3 separate regions of the Sus scrofa genome follow, and regions 1 and 3 are each linked to region 2. Evidence: chromatin contacts called from public Hi-C and HiChIP or PLAC-seq data. All regions are on one chromosome and are shown on one strand. Each heading gives the region's core, a stretch centred on a gene start, on an enhancer-like site or on the middle of the called end of the contact. The rest is flanking DNA. Distances are from core to core; before and after follow the strand shown.

Region 1 (2,700 bases), core at 182-2,681, 420 kb before region 2:
CTGTGCTCTGAGACAAGACTGAATCACTTCTATTTCCATCAGTAAATGCTGAAGGCAGTAACAGGATGTGGACCCAGAGGTCCTGCCTGTCTACCTAGAAATGACTAATCTCCTTTCTCTAATTTAATAAAGGAGGATAACATTGGAGTGGGTAAGAAGAGAGAATATGAAAGTGAGGAAAGTGGCTAGAATGGGAGGTGGGGATGGAAGGAAGAGGAAAGGTTCTAGACCCCAATCAGTTCCTGAGCTGTGACTGGAACATCATTTGCTATCCCATGTCCTCTATCAACTTGAGTTACCAAGCACAAATCAGAGCTCTGCATTAAGCTGTGTGACATACAAGTGCCTAATTCCCACCCTCCCAACTAGCCAGGGAAGGGGTTTCTTAGCCTAGTTCATCCAGAAGGCAAGGGCTTGGGTAATGTGGCGGGGGGGGGGGGGTGTTGGTTGGTTTTTTTGTTTTGCCAAACCCACAGACAGCATGCAGAAGTTCTTAGGCCAGGAACTGAACCTGCACCATGGCAGTGACCCTAGCCACAGCAGTCACAACACCAGATCCTTAACCTGCTGAGCCACAGGGAAATCCTTGGGTGATGTCTTTTGAGGGCTGGTATATTCTTTTATAATAAGGAAATATAGAAATATATATTTCTATATATATATTATTTCTTAATATAGAAATATAGAAAGCTTTTGTAGGCCCATATGGGGGAGAGACCACCATTAGAAAGCTCACCCTGGCATGGAGGGAAATGCCTTTGAACTCTACATCCCAGCAGGATGAGCAGAGAACTGGGAGATCAGCTCACCTCCATGGACTATCCCCACATGAAGTTGTATTCAGTAATATAGGCAATTAAAGAGTTTCCTTCTTTTCCCCTAGGTTTCCTTCTTCTACTCTGTGCATGTTTTTGGATGAACTATATTTAGCTTTTAGGTGAATGTTTTGAAGGCATCCTGATTTTGTTGAAAACTGAAATCATCCCCCTGGAGTACTGGGTTGTATTAGGACAGCCTCTGCCAATCTTTGTAAACCCTTTGCTTTTCTGAATACAGACATTGGACTCACATCTTCTTAAATGTAAATGATTCCATCAAATTCATTCCAACTTTCGTACATGTATGAGTTTGGTCTACTTCTAAGCAAGCCAAGCAAATTCTTCAAATTCCAAACCCAGTTACTGATGGAAGGAGTTCCTATGATTGCCTAAAACAGCAGGATTCTGCCAAATTGTCCTCAATGCCAGTTCAACAGCTAGGGTTTTTTGGTATCATAAAATCAGTGCTTATCCTGATTCTCACCCCCTGAGCTGTGTTATCCAGACCTCTGCCAATAGATCTGCATCATTGTTGTGTGCCTTGTTTGACTGCCCTGTCTCCAGCTCTGTTGAGACTGTCTGTGGGTGGCTTCCCTGTGCCGGGATGACAAGGGCAAAGGTCAGAAGCTTCCATGATTCATTTCCTTTTTGCTGCACGCAGTGGATGGTTTTCTGGGTGAGTCACTCAGATGCCAAACACAGGAGGGATTTTCTTCACAGAGAGGCCCTGAGGCTCTGCTATGCCCTGAACTGGAAGAACTGAGTTCTTAATATCTTTTTAAAAATTTTTGTATTTATCTCGATGATTTCATAACCCCCTTTGTATCCCCTGTCTTTGTGTCTGATGACTGCTTTGTGAACACTGCCAAACCTTTGTAGAACTTTCTGGTATCTTGTGGAGCCCCATTGAATTCTGACTCGAATAATTGGACTCTTAAATATATACTCCCAACACACTCCAGTACTAAAAAAAATCTCTGGTATGCCATCTATACTGGAGCTTTAACAGTAGTCTACTCATGGCTCCTCAAAAATCCACCCTCTTTTTCTCCCAGAATAACAATCTATGGAAGGAACCTAGATATCAACAGAGAAAGATGTTTAAATAACTAGAGCTAAGCTCTGCAGTAAAGTGTTTTTTCCTCAATAAAGGGAGGGTTATTATTTTCTTTCCTTTTTTAACCTTTTGAAAATTATGAAATAGAATATACAAATAGAAAACATAAATATATAGCATAATGTATACTTACAAAGTGAACACCCCTCAATCAAGAAAGGGAACATTGCCAGCCCAGATACCCCTCCTTTGTTGACCTTCTAGACCACACCCCCTCCCTCCCTCCTAGAAGTAACCACTATCCTAACTTTGGTGATGATCACTTCCTTGCTTTTCTGACCACCTCTGGTTGCAAGGTTATTATTTTCTAAAACAGTATCGCTTCTATCTTCTACTGGTGGCACAATATCTTTCATTTGTATTAAGCAATGACCACAGGATGACATTGGGCTGGAGTTATGTATATGCACTGTTTTCTTCCTCACCCCCAAATTCCAAAGAACTGCTTATCTATGTTTTCTGTGTCATGAACTAACAACATTCCTGGTACGACACATGTTTAAAATAATGACAGAGAAGAGGTAAAATAAGCACGAAACTTTCTGCGGCCTACCTCTTGCATTCTGGGTTTTCTGAGCTGCAAGTAGAGTGGTGGATGATAGGAACCCTCCTCTCCTTCCTATGACATCCTCATTCTTTAATTTCCCTGGGAAGTAGCCCAGAAAGTTCTAAAATATGTAGAACCTGGGCATGAAAAGTACCTATTTACTTGTTCTTGGACTACTCATCCCCCTCACCTTTGCCTCCAACTGTGAGAACAGTCAT
Region 2 (2,700 bases), core at 196-2,695:
TTTTTGTCTTTTTTGCCATTTCTTGGGCCACTCCCGTGGCATATGGAGAGTCCCAGGTTAGGGGTCGAATCTGAGCTGTAGCTGCCAGCCTACGCCAGAGCCACAGCAAGGCGGGATCTGAGCCGCGTCTGCCACCTACACCACAGCTCGCAGCAACACCGGATCCTTAATCCACTGAGCAAGGCCAGGGATCGAATCTGCATCCTCATGGTTCCTAGTCGGATTCGTTAACCACTGAGCCACGACGGGAACTCCCAGTTCTAATCTATTTAAAATGAAGTTTCTGACCCATTTAGAAGTAAATTTGGCTTTTTGACTATTTCTCTGCCTGCCATACATTTAGTATAGCCAGTCAGATGAAGGCACTCAATAATGTTTTAGAAGAAAATCAGAACAGAAAGAACCCTTTAAAGTCATCGAGCCCTTTATGTTACTTGTAAACAGACAATGAAGTAAGTTCCTTAAAATAAAGACAGGTAAAGAGAAAGCCTCCTGACTATAAATTTAGTCAAAATATTGCAACTGACCACCTCAGAGCTTGAGCAAGTTCTTTGTGAAGGTGAAAGAGCAGTTATAAGAAATCTCTGCTTCATGGAGTTCCCATGTGGCTCTGTAGGTTAAGGATTCAGAGTTGTCACTGTTGTGTTGTGGGTTGGATCCCCGGCCTGGGAACTTCCACATGCTGCAGGCTCAGCAAGCAACAAAAACAAAACAAAAAAAAGAAAAAAGAAAAAGAACAATCAAAAAGTCTGTGCTTCAGACCCAGGTGATTCCATTCTCTGTCTCCAGCTTCTGGCTTGCTCTCCTCCATCTTTCTCTACAATAGTCTGCTTCCTTTTGTTTAAAAAAGGATGGCTCCTACCATAAAAAGCATCATACTTAAATACAAAGGAAAGGAAAGTTACCTTAAAATATCCTTCATTGTTTTCTGTTTTGACTAGAAGGAACATGTAAGTTAGGGGGAAAAAAATGCTTTATTCATTTCCAGTGTTTGTTTTCTTTTTAAATTCAATCAGTTCATCAAGTAAGAAAAAAATTAATGTCTGAGACATTTGGAAACTACAAGGGATTTTGACCTCTGGTATCTCATTAAATTCCATAAGTAATGGTTTCTAGTAAGTGGAAGCTGGCGACATGTTTAGAAAGTAGTATACCAAAGGAGCATGTGCCATTTATGGGTAGCTTGATCTGCTTATGGGAACACAGTTTCAGTTCAGCTTTTTCCTGCCATCTCCCCTGACAGCAGGACCATGAACTCTGTTAGAATCTACTTTCTTTATATTTTTGCTTGTTTTGTACATTTTTCTCGAAGAAAACATTTTTTCCTTCCCTTATTAAATCATGCTAACAGATCCGTTTTGCTCCACATGAGTATAAATACCAAGGCAACACTGCTCTGAGCAGCAGGCACTATCGTGGATCCCCTTCAAGTGAGTCATGTTTCCTCTCTGAACGCATGTCTTAAATTTGCTAAATTCCTTTTCGTGATGTGTGTCATCGGTTTAAGCAACTTCCGTTGGTTTCATTGAATTCTCATCTGACTTCTGTTTTTCACTAACTGGAAGAGAGAGTCTTAACAAGACACAGAAACACTGGCAACTTTGTACACAAAACAAATAAGCAAACAAACAAAAAGCTGTGATTAGGCCCTGACTCAGTGGTGTTTTGATTCACGAACAGGGTTGCTAACATCTCTAGGAACATGATCTCAAGAAACACCGTAACTATTGCATCAAATTCATTCTTGTGTACACTCTTTAGCTCCTCCAAATACCCCTTCCTGTTTTGTTTTTCCTAGTTTTGTTTAATGTGGTCTAAGATGTTCTTATAGTTTTAAGGCAATAGATTAGGAAATTTGTAGAGATGTTTGAGCCTTATGACGATGGAGATACTTCTGAGGTCAAAAGCATTTTTTTACCTATTTAAAGAAACAAAAGTCCTTTAAACAATGATTCTTCAGACCCGAAGTGTGGTTCTTTTGAAAACTTTTCAATTAAGGATTTCTTTACCAGTTCCTACATATCATGTGGGTAATAATAAAACATCCCTTACCTAGTGAACAGTTGTTATTATTGGTTAAGCTGATGGAAATAAGAGAGAATTATGGCCAGCTGCAAAACATTCAATGAGTGGTGAAAGAAAATAACAGCTGGTATTCCACTTGCTATAAATATTTTTAATTAAAATTTGCCTCCTTGTTTTCAGTTTGGGTTAATAGCAGGGGTATTTAGTTAGTTACTGTACAGGTAAAGGGATGTCTTTCTCTTTGAGAATAGCTTTTTAACTTCTCTGTTAACAATAACTATGAGCAATAATGGTCTTATCCTACTGGACGATAAGAAAATGAGCTTCATGACAAAACTCTAATTCTTTTCTAATTCCGTACCCAAGAATTTCAAGGTTTTAGGTATTTACTTTTAATGCTTGTATTTCCAGATAATGAGTTTTTGTTGTCCATCAGGAGTTCTTACAAAAAGTGAGGATAGTGAAGAGATATGTATCTTAGAAATGCCTAAATGGGCCTGGGTTAGAAGTGTGTGTGTGTGCATGGGTGTGAGGATGGTGAATAGATGTATCTCAGAAATACCTAAATGGGACCCAAGTTAGAAGTATGTTCATGTGCGTGTGCGCACTCACGCACACACACACACACACACACACAATTTCCTCACTAAAATTCTGCCTTTTTGTCTTAGAGGA
Region 3 (2,700 bases), core at 200-2,699, 470 kb before region 2:
TTCTTTAGATTAAAATTCAGGACCTTCCTGTGTTTAAAAGTTACCCTTTGTTCTTGATTACCTTGGGATTAACTTCGAATTTCTTAAGCACGACACACAAAGAATTTGACTCTTGCTCAGCTCTGCAAGCTCATCTGTCTCCCTTTTGAATTCTTTGTTCCAGCCAGATGAAACTACAGATGAGCCAAGCTTTCCCTTTGTCCTTGTGCTCAAGGAGCAGCCTTTCCTCTTACCTGGGCCACTCTGACTTGTCCACCCCGATTTCTTTTTTATTGGTTTGTTTTTGGCATTTTTTTCTTTATTATGTTAAAACACTATCCCCAACACTTAGAACAGGGTCATGAACAAATAAGTGTTCAATAAGTACTTATCAAACACTACCTATCTGAGGTATGTTTAAGACATTTGTTCCTATTTATTTTTTAATTTGTGTAGTTCTTCATATTTTTAAGATCGTTACCTAGTTGGGGTTCTCTGTGTACTTAATACATTTCCCCAAGAGCTTTGGTCTCAGTTTATGCTCTTTATTCTGCTATGTTTCCCAGAATTTATAGAAATTGTTTAAACGGAGTAGAAGGGAGCTAGGGGCGAGTGCAGCATTTCCTTCCCCACATTACTGGTAAATGAGGTCACAAGTGATCTAAACCGTTGGGCGTTTGCAAAGAGGGGCCCGCAGGGCCAACCTGCAGGTTTTGGAGGGCTCGACCGCCTTGAAATATGCGGGTCATTTCCTGGGTTTGTAAGACGAGTTACAAATTCACATTCAAATATGTGTGAGATACTGTAGGCTGTACGGATGGGTTAAGAAGGAATTTAGAGAGCTTGCGAACGGGTGAAGAGAGGCTCCTGCCTGAGCTCCTGGCCCGAGTAAAGGAAGGTGAGGTCTCAAGTGGGTCTCTTTCCCCTACCTCTTCCAAACGGGACAGACGGTAGCGCTATTGCCTCAAGTATCGCCACTCAGCTCCAAGAAGGGCTAGTTAGTGACCGTAAGCGAATGAGCGTGAAGACACCCTGTCCTCACTGCCTTTGTGCGCTGAGATTTTTACGGAAGGGGGGCACTCTTTCTCGGCTCGCGAGCCTCACCCTCAGCCTCCCAACTCGCCTGGGCCAGGACGCGGGCTCTACGGGATCTTGGAGCCCAGCGCGAATCCCCAGGGCTGGTTCCCAAGGGCAGAGGATTGGCATACTAGACAGTGTCTGGTAGTTGTACCCACCCTCGTAGTCCCAACATTTTCTGAAGCTGTTAGCAGAGCGCCCCACCGGGAGGAGAGGAGGGAGGGCTGGGGATGGCCTCTTAGCACCCTCTGCGCGTCGGCATTCTTCGCCGGGCGGCTGTGGCCCCAGGCGGAGGAGAGGAGTTTCCGGGGCTCAGGGCCCTGCAGCGATCCCGGCCAAGGAGCGCGGAAGCCAGTGGGCGGCGAGAGGCGGAGCGAGGGATGCGGGGGGGCGTGGACGCGGCCGGCTTTGGAAAGGCCCCAAGTTAATGAGGCGTACGCCGGCGGCAGAGCGCCTTTCAGAGCTGGGCTTTCCCCCGCGGCGCGGGCGCCAGGAGCCGCCTTTTCCGCTGGGTGTCACTCGGGGGTGGGGGGGATGGTCCATTCAAAAGCGCCGCGAGGGGGCCCGGCCAGTGCCCTTCAGTGAGCGCTTGCAGGAGGAAGGCAGAGGCCCGGCGGCTCGCAGCTCTGGGACCTTGTGGCGCATCAGGACGCGGCTACCTTGCTGCCCCGACCCCGAGCCGCCGCCGCCACAGCCTCTCTGCTTCCTGCGCGTTAGCCTCTTTTGCGCGCTCCGGGCGGGTGGCCGCGGGAGCCGCTGGGGCGAGGACGGCGCGCGGCTGCTGCTGCTGCCCCCGGCCAGGGCAGCTGGAAGTAGAGAGGCCGAGCCGATCGGCGGCTCGCCCTATGCCGGGAGGATGTTGGAAAGCAGCGGCTGCAAGGCGCTGAAGGAGGGTGTGTTGGAAAAGCGCAGCGACGGGTTGCTGCAGCTCTGGAAGAAAAAGTGCTGCATTCTCACCGAGGAGGGGCTGCTGCTCATCCCGCCCAAGCAGCTGCAACACCAGCAGCAGCAGCAGCAGCAGCAACAACCCGGTCAGGGGTCGGTTGAGCCGTCCCAATCCGGGGGCCCCGCTGTGGCCAGCCTTGAGCCGCCAGTCAAGCTCAAGGAATTGCACTTTTCCAACATGAAGACCGTGGACTGCGTAGAGCGCAAGGGCAAGTATATGTACTTCACTGTGGTGATGGCTGAGGGCAAGGAGATCGACTTTCGGTGCCCGCAAGACCAGGGGTGGAACGCCGAAATCACGCTGCAGATGGTGCAGTACAAGAATCGACAGGCCATCCTGGCGGTCAAGTCCACGCGGCAGAAGCAGCAGCACCTGGTCCAGCAGCAGCCCCCGCAGCCGCAGCTTCAACCCCAAGCCCAACCCCAGCCTCAGCCCCAGCCTCAGCCCCAGTCCCAAGCCCAGCCACAGCTCCAACCCAGGCCCCAGCCACAACCCAAGCCTCAGCCGCAGCAGATCCACCCTCATCCGCATCCGCACCCGCACCCGTATCCGCATCCACACTCGCATCCGCATCCACACGCACACCAACAACCGCTTTCGCAGCCGCACGGTCACCGGCTTCTCCGCAGCACCTCCAACTCTGCCTGAAGAGGGCAGCACCTGGGCCAGACAAGGTGAGGTTCTGGCAACTTGGGTAC

What was found. A called contact is a pair of places that touch in the nucleus more often than the background predicts. HiChIP or PLAC-seq counts read pairs in DNA pulled down with a chosen protein or histone mark.
Region 1: an H3K27ac HiChIP or PLAC-seq map of alveolar macrophages shows a contact between it and region 2. The contact joins two enhancer-like sites. A contact is called at or near these places in 1 of 47 Hi-C or Micro-C datasets (skeletal muscle) and 1 of 2 datasets of contacts at active chromatin or transcription factors (alveolar macrophages).
Region 3: a Hi-C map of embryonic fibroblasts shows a contact between it and region 2, with 6 times the contacts expected there. The contact joins two enhancer-like sites. A contact is called at or near these places in 17 of 47 Hi-C or Micro-C datasets (adipocytes, adipose tissue, alveolar macrophages and 10 more) and 2 of 2 datasets of contacts at active chromatin or transcription factors (alveolar macrophages and skeletal muscle).

The regions. Positions count from the first base shown.
Region 1 is chr5:39,268,527-39,271,226 of Sscrofa11.1, reverse strand. No RefSeq gene overlaps it. Among named protein-coding and RNA genes, the nearest start is that of PHLDA1, 49 kb to the left of the region's middle. Within about 2 kb of position 1,431, at least 28 of the 83 cell types and tissues checked have an H3K27ac peak or open chromatin away from gene starts, as enhancers often do. A contact at or near this core is called in alveolar macrophages, where this site is marked.
Region 2 is chr5:38,846,651-38,849,350 of Sscrofa11.1, reverse strand. No RefSeq gene overlaps it. Among named protein-coding and RNA genes, the nearest start is that of KRR1, 26 kb to the right of the region's middle. Within about 2 kb of position 1,445, at least 27 of the 83 cell types and tissues checked have an H3K27ac peak or open chromatin away from gene starts, as enhancers often do. A contact at or near this core is called in adipose tissue, alveolar macrophages, embryonic fibroblasts and 2 more, where this site is marked.
Region 3 is chr5:39,314,545-39,317,244 of Sscrofa11.1, reverse strand. PHLDA1 (pleckstrin homology-like domain family A member 1) reads left to right here. Exons shown (of 2, transcript XM_021092050.1): 1 at 1-2,676. The coding sequence starts at 1,484. The coding sequence ends at 2,650. Among named protein-coding and RNA genes, the nearest start is that of PHLDA1, 3.4 kb to the left of the region's middle. Within about 2 kb of position 1,449, at least 71 of the 83 cell types and tissues checked have an H3K27ac peak or open chromatin away from gene starts, as enhancers often do. A contact at or near this core is called in adipose tissue, alveolar macrophages, embryonic fibroblasts and 2 more, where this site is marked.